Regions from separate parts of the Mus musculus genome. Here region 1 is linked to region 2. The links are chromatin contacts, called in public HiChIP or PLAC-seq maps. All regions are on one chromosome and are shown on one strand. Each heading gives the region's core, a stretch centred on a gene start, on an enhancer-like site or on the middle of the called end of the contact. The rest is flanking DNA. Distances are from core to core; before and after follow the strand shown.

The links. HiChIP or PLAC-seq counts read pairs in DNA pulled down with a chosen protein or histone mark.
Region 1: an H3K27ac HiChIP or PLAC-seq map of embryonic stem cells shows a contact between it and region 2, with 2.2 times the contacts expected there. The contact joins two enhancer-like sites. A contact is called at or near these places in 4 of 115 datasets of contacts at active chromatin or transcription factors (astrocytes, embryonic basal ganglia, embryonic stem cells and 1 more) and 1 of 9 other capture datasets (embryonic stem cells).

What each region holds. Positions count from the first base shown.
Region 1 is chr7:133,575,126-133,578,502 of GRCm38.p6, reverse strand. No RefSeq gene overlaps it. Among named protein-coding and RNA genes, the nearest start is that of Tex36, 25 kb to the left of the region's middle. Within about 2 kb of position 1,387, at least 5 of the 459 cell types and tissues checked have an H3K27ac peak or open chromatin away from gene starts, as enhancers often do. A contact at or near this core is called in embryonic stem cells, where this site is marked.
Region 2 is chr7:133,093,735-133,096,816 of GRCm38.p6, reverse strand. It overlaps a transcript of Ctbp2 not described here. Among named protein-coding and RNA genes, the nearest start is that of Gm35364, 28 kb to the left of the region's middle. Within about 2 kb of position 1,521, at least 17 of the 459 cell types and tissues checked have an H3K27ac peak or open chromatin away from gene starts, as enhancers often do. A contact at or near this core is called in embryonic stem cells, where this site is marked.

The DNA of each region.
Region 1 (3,377 bases), core at 138-2,637, 480 kb before region 2:
TACACACACACATACACACCCAACACACACACATATACACACACATACCCAACACACACACACATACACACACACATACACACACACACACCCAACACACACACACACCCAACACACACACATACACACATACAACACACACATACCCAACACACACACATACACACACACATACACACACACATACACACACACATATACCTAACACACACACACACATACACACACATACACACACACACACACACACACACACAGTCCTTTTGTGATGGCCTGGGACATGGGGCCTACCTACTCTGTAGTATGGTTGATATATCCAGGGACACTCTGTTGGGGAAAGCTGATTTTCCCTTCCCCAGCAAGTATCAGTTGCAAGTAACTTCTTGGGAAGGGATGGGACAAGTGACCGGATTTTGAGCCCTTACTGAGTTTAGCACTGCTCTGGCCTCTGCACTACGAGGCTGAGCAACAACAGACCTCATCCAGACCAGAAGACCTGTCAGGGAGATGTAGCTGCCCCTAGGAAGAGCCAAGATATGAAGCTACGGAGGCTGCATCAGTGGGGATCAGGCGAGGATGCTTTGAAAGGTCATAATTATAATTTTATTAAGCTGTGATCAGGGAGAGAAGATAAATGTCATAGCAATGTGTTTAATATTGGATACATATTATATTACAGGATGATTATGAATTTGTGTTTCTTGTGTACGTTCAAATTTGGATATGTATGAGGGAAAAAGCTGAGTTTAATTTTTTATCTGCTGGATAAGGAATTGATTTTAATTCTTTCTCTGCTAATTAAAGGAAAATTAGAAAAACAAGCTACTTACTAAGGCACTAAATACATTTTGATTACTTATGGATATAAGCAGTTGTGCTGGCTTCATTTATTTATTTACTGAAAACCTAATGACAGATAAAATGAAGAATTAATAGTGTAATAGAGAGGGATAATGGAATTATTCAGCAAGCAGAATGAGGTCTACTGTTTTCCCACCTAGCAGCCAGAAACACAAAGCATTTGGTCTCAGGCAACTATAGGTAGCACGTGGCCCCTGCTTGAGTGGAACAAACTGCAGGGAAACTGGAGGGGCCAGGTGGGAGCAGCAGGTGTGGGCCTCAGGTGGGAGCAGCAGGTGGGGGCCTCAGGTGGGGCCTTCAGGTGGGGGCTTCAGGTGGGAGCAGCAGGTGGGGGCCTCAGGTGGGGCCTTCAGGTGGGGGCTTCAGGTGAGTTCAGTTCAGTGCACCTGAAGGAAGCCGAGAGCTGTGTCCTGCATGCAGCTGGGTGTGGTGGCTCTGATGGTTAACCTTTGCTGTCTTCTTGTTGGTTTAGAGTTACCAGAGTCACATCTTTGGGTGTGTCCTGTTTCCAGACCACCCTGAATGTGGGTGGTACCATCTCATAGCTGCAAGGCTATGAGGCCCGAAGAGGAAGGGGAAAGAGAACGGAATGTCAGTATTCATCGCTCTGCTTCTTACTGAGAATGCTGTGTGGCCAGCTGTTCACTTTCAAACCACAGCAGCATGGGCGGGGGATGGGGGGTTGGGACAGGATGAGCTATTAAGAGAGGGGAGGGACTCTGCATCAGGTGAAACCCTGATGAGTCTGAAGGAAGCCCAGCAGCAGTGGATCTAGATTTGTAGAGGATTTGAGGTCCTCTGGGATCTTAACTGGGCTTGGCAGATTAATAAAGGGGCTGGACAAAACTTCCCAGAAGGAAAGTGGAGATGAAGATGTGAGCAAGACAAAACTGGAGACAAGGCTATTTTCTCTGAGGTTTATTTTTACTTCTAAGGTAAGGGGATGTCTGCATGTGGGTGACCAAGGAGGCCTGGAGAGGACCTCAGATCCCTTGGAGATGGAGTTCTAAGCAGTTGTGAGCTGCCTGACATAGGTGGTGGGAAACAAACTGAAGTCCTCTGGAAAAGCGGCTTGTGCTGGTAACCAGTGAGCCAGCTCTCCAGTCCCAAGTGTGTGGGGGTGGAGGGGCTAAGACCTATGAAGCTGACTGTTCCTCAAGTGTCCTGAGGAGCCCAGCGTTCATTAGTGTCTGGGTCCCACTAGATCGGCCTAGCGAGATTCTGGAGGTGGGGATGCCCCAGTCTTTTATAGAAAGCTCCCCAGATGACCCCAGGGTCAGCCAGGACGGTGGGAAAACAAGTTCAAAGAAGTGAAAATCAGGAACAACAAAACAAAACAAAACGCAAAAACAAAAACAAAAACAAAACAAACTACACTCTCCTGCTTGTGGCAGCAGGAGCAATTAGGGAAACAGGCTGCCTAAACAGAGGCTGAATAGGTGGATGTGGTGACCATGGAGAGATCCACGCTATACAGCCTCAGAGAGGGAGGAACTACGGTGACACAGAAGCCTGGCGGGTGGGGGTGGGGAGTCTGAGGAACAGGTGCTAAGTGCAATAGAAGACTCAGAAAAATAGATGCTTTCATGTATTTAAAATAGTCAAATCCATAAAGCCAAAGGCTAGACTATTGGTTACTGCGTGCTAGGGAGGGAGGAAGGGAGTGGGGGTTAGTCAGCCACAGGTCAGAAATTTGGGTTGAGAAGAATAAGTTCCAGAGATGTTCTGTGGAACAAGGTGCCTATAGCCAATGCTGCTGTATTTCTCACTCTTAAAAGTTAGGAGGGAAGACCTCATGCTAAGTATTCTTGATACATGAGAGACCAGAGATTTTGTAGATGCTAGAAGTAAGTGAGAGGGCTATGCCTGGAGAGAGGAGGTGAGCGGAGAGGGGCAGATATGATTGATCACAATGTGTGCACTCACAGAGTAGGAATGCAGAGGTTAGAAAAGTCTTATGTGTGAATTAGTTTGGAAATTCCACGTAGATCCCAAAATTGAATATTGCTTGGTCATCCCATTAGAGAATCTGTACATTATAATCAATAATCGTCAGAAGAATCCCAGGAGTTCAGGATGCAGGTAGAATCTCTTGGTCTGGAAACGACGTGTGAGTGATGTGAGTGTAGACCTGGATGCCCAGAGAACAGGATGAAAGGAAACATCAGGCAGGTCCAGGAGATGCAGGGACTGTGATAGGACCAGGCTCTCAGGCCTGAGGACTCTGTATTCCCCTTTCTGCTGCACTGATGATGCTAGTCACAGCACTTGCATTGTCACAGGTATGACTTAAAGAGCATTCTAGAACGTATGTGTCTGGGACGGTGATGAAGGCTGATATTATTAGCTCACTGGTTGAAGAGTGAAGCTTTGATCCCCAGCCATCACACACTACCTTTGTGATCATGAGCAGTCTTCTAAAGCTTGGTTATTTATAAGGCTTACCTGTTAGCATTAAGGGTTAGATGAGAAAAATTCATCTGAAATGCTTTTTAGAGCACTAGATGCAGGGTTTA
Region 2 (3,082 bases), core at 272-2,771:
CAGTTGGTGCTCTTAATTGTTGAGCCATCTCGCAAGTCTAGATATGCAGTTCTCCTTTATGTTCTTTTAGGAACCAGACTTTTACTCATGCCAAATAAGCTCTAGTCTTGAACGTGGTGGTGAGTGTTTGCCATCCAGGACAGTTACTTGGGTATTGATTTCCATACAGTGGGCTCTGCAGGAATTGAGGCATCCTTGTCCCCAAGGTTCCCTGGTTGGATAAGGGATGCTGTACTTGTATTTTAGGGGAGTGGTTGGGCTTTGGAATTCTTCTTAGAGGAGAGATTCTTCTTGGTGCCTTGTTCTTTTTTGTTTTTTTTTTTTGTTTTTTTTTTTTTTTTTTTTTTAAAGATTTATTTATTTATTATATGTAAGTACACTGTAGTTGTCTGCAGACACGCCAGAAGAGGGAGTCAGATCTTGTTACAGATGGTTGTGAGCCACCATGTGGTTGCTGGGATTTGAACTCCGGACCTTCGGAAGAGCAGTCGGGTGCTCTTACCCACTGAGCCATCTCACCAGCCCTGGTGCCTTGTTCTTTAAAAGGCTAAACAGATCAGTCTGTGCTCATGTAGTGATAGACAGTTGTACAGTCACGTTCGGATGAGTTCTAATTACAGTTTCCAGACCAAAAGCCTTTGTTCTCAGATGGAGGGGTTCTGCTTAAGGTAACCACCCATTCTGTATCCCACCAGGCTGCAGAGCGAGTGGAACAGGCCTTCCAACGTGTTTCCCTAGCTCCTGGTTTTGTGTTTCCAGCCTGCTAATTTTGCATACTTGTGATTAGTTTGTTCAACTCTGGGATTTGAACTTGGGTGCTTTCTGTTTGATGGATGGGCTTGACACACAGATTGAAGCCACACAGCAAGGTGAGCAGTCTGGGTCTACTTTTGCCTCAACATCTCCAGGTTCTTTCCAAACACTTTCATGCTGCCCAGCAGTCTACACTTGATGCTGATAGTCCCCATGAGGTGGATGCCCTCTGTGTGGTCCCCCCTCCCCCACCTGCTGTGTGCTTACCAGACACCTGATTGAAATGCCTGAGTGGGAGCGGGCGTGGTGGCGCATGCCTTTAATCCCAGCACTCGGGAGGCAGAGGCAGGCGGATTTCTGAGTTCGAGGCCAGCCTGGTCTACAAAGTGAGTGCCAGGACAGCCAGGGCTACACAGAGAAACCCTGTCTCGAAAAAAAAAAGGATAGAAGGCCTCAAACTCCGGTGTTTGTGTGCAAACACACATCAGATATCTAATCTCTGAGAGAGGGTCCCTTATTGAACTCGGAGCTCACCAACTGAGCTACAACCCTGGGATTCACCCTATCTCCCTCCCTTGTGTGCCCCTTCCCCCAGCATCACGATCGTGGATAGACACCTGTTTTTAAGTCTGTGCCAGGGTTTGAACTCAGATAGATTCCCCATGCTCTGCTGACTGAGAGCATGACCCCTAGTCCTGTATCTCAAACTCCTTGCTGCTTCAGCAAGGCAGCAAGGCAGCAAGGCAAGCCAGCTCAGAGCCAAGTTCATGAACACAGACCACGAGGGAGACCCTTTGCAGTGAGTCGTTCCTTACATATTTTTCTCAATGGCATCCATACTCTGGCAATAAGAGTTTTTTGTTTCTTGTTTGTTTGTCTGTTTTGTTTTATACCATACCATTAGAATTTTGAGAGTGTCTGCTTGATTTGTGTTTATGAAACTAAATTCATTAGAATGTGAAAATAACCCTCAGCGGTTTTCTAACTTGGAAGCTTATTTTTGATATTTTTGAACATCCATTCTCACTTGAATGTCATGTTTTAGTGGCTTTTTTTTTTCCCCCTCCAAGAGTTGATAGAATATTCTTCTATACAGAAGTGCTTGGTGAGTCTGGATGTGACTCGGAGCTTGGCATGGTTGCTTGGAGTTTGTGTGGCAGAAGGCAATTGTGGAGAACTTAACCTGCTCCAGGCAACCGGTTCAGAGACTGGCCAGAAACTCCTTCCCCATTCTGCCAGTGGAGTGATAGACAAGTCTAATACTGGGGAGCTCCAGGGTTTTTTTTTATCCGAAGTGGAGATGCCTGTGTTTCTAACCTTACTGGTTAGAGTAAGGTACTTCAGTGCGTACTCGATTTCACTGGTTGGTAACATTTTAACATCTCTGTAATCGTGGTTATTAAATCAATCCACGCCATATCTTGACAGCTGTTTTTCCTCGCTTGTGGTTTATAAAGTCATTCTGGTCTAAGTTTTACTTTATGGTGCCAGAGACTGAACCTGGAGCTTCTCATATACTACACAGTTTGCTCTTCTATTTGAAGATAGGGCCACAACAACTAAGTTTGTAATCCTCCTGTCTCAGTCTCCTGCCCAGCTCCCTGCTATCTCTGGACTACATACACTGCATGGATGGTCATCTCCCTCTGCCTCCCAGGCCCTCTAGCTTCCCCCAAGAGTCTGTTGGCTTGGCTTCGGCCTGTGGAAGAGCCTGATTCCAATACACATCTGTTTGTAATCAAGTGAGTTAGAGAAATCAGGTTGTTTTTTTTTTTTTTTCCGTTCTGGACAGGAGGCTAAATTTCTTCCCTAAGATTTCAGGATGCATCCCTCCAAAACTGAGAATCCTCTACCAGGTGGTTTCAGGATCTTCCCTGATGCAAGAGCGATGGCTAGTATTGCATCAAGGGTCACCGCAGTTGAGTCTTTTATCGAAGTATGTGCTTTTATCGCAGTGTCCTGCCATCTGGCAATGAAAATGGAGTGGATGCCGCCTCAACCTTTTAGAGTGTCTGCACTGTATTTTAACTGGGAAGTTACATGCATTTTCTCTACTTAATACTTTAAAAAGCCTCTTGGGTACTGAGAGAGGCTTGTAAGTACAGCTGCCTGTGACCTACTCTGGAACGGGAACTTCGCATTGAGAAATCCCACTTTATTTAATGGCAGCCTTGTTAGAATCATGTGTTGTTTAGCAGTGTCCTTCCAAAGGGACCTGACAAGCTGTTGAGCCAAAAAAAAAAAAAAAAGGCTGTACTACCCTGACAAGGCTTGGAATGAGAGAGTCAAATGCCCTGTGGGCTGCTGGCCTTAATGAGCCTCGAAGCCA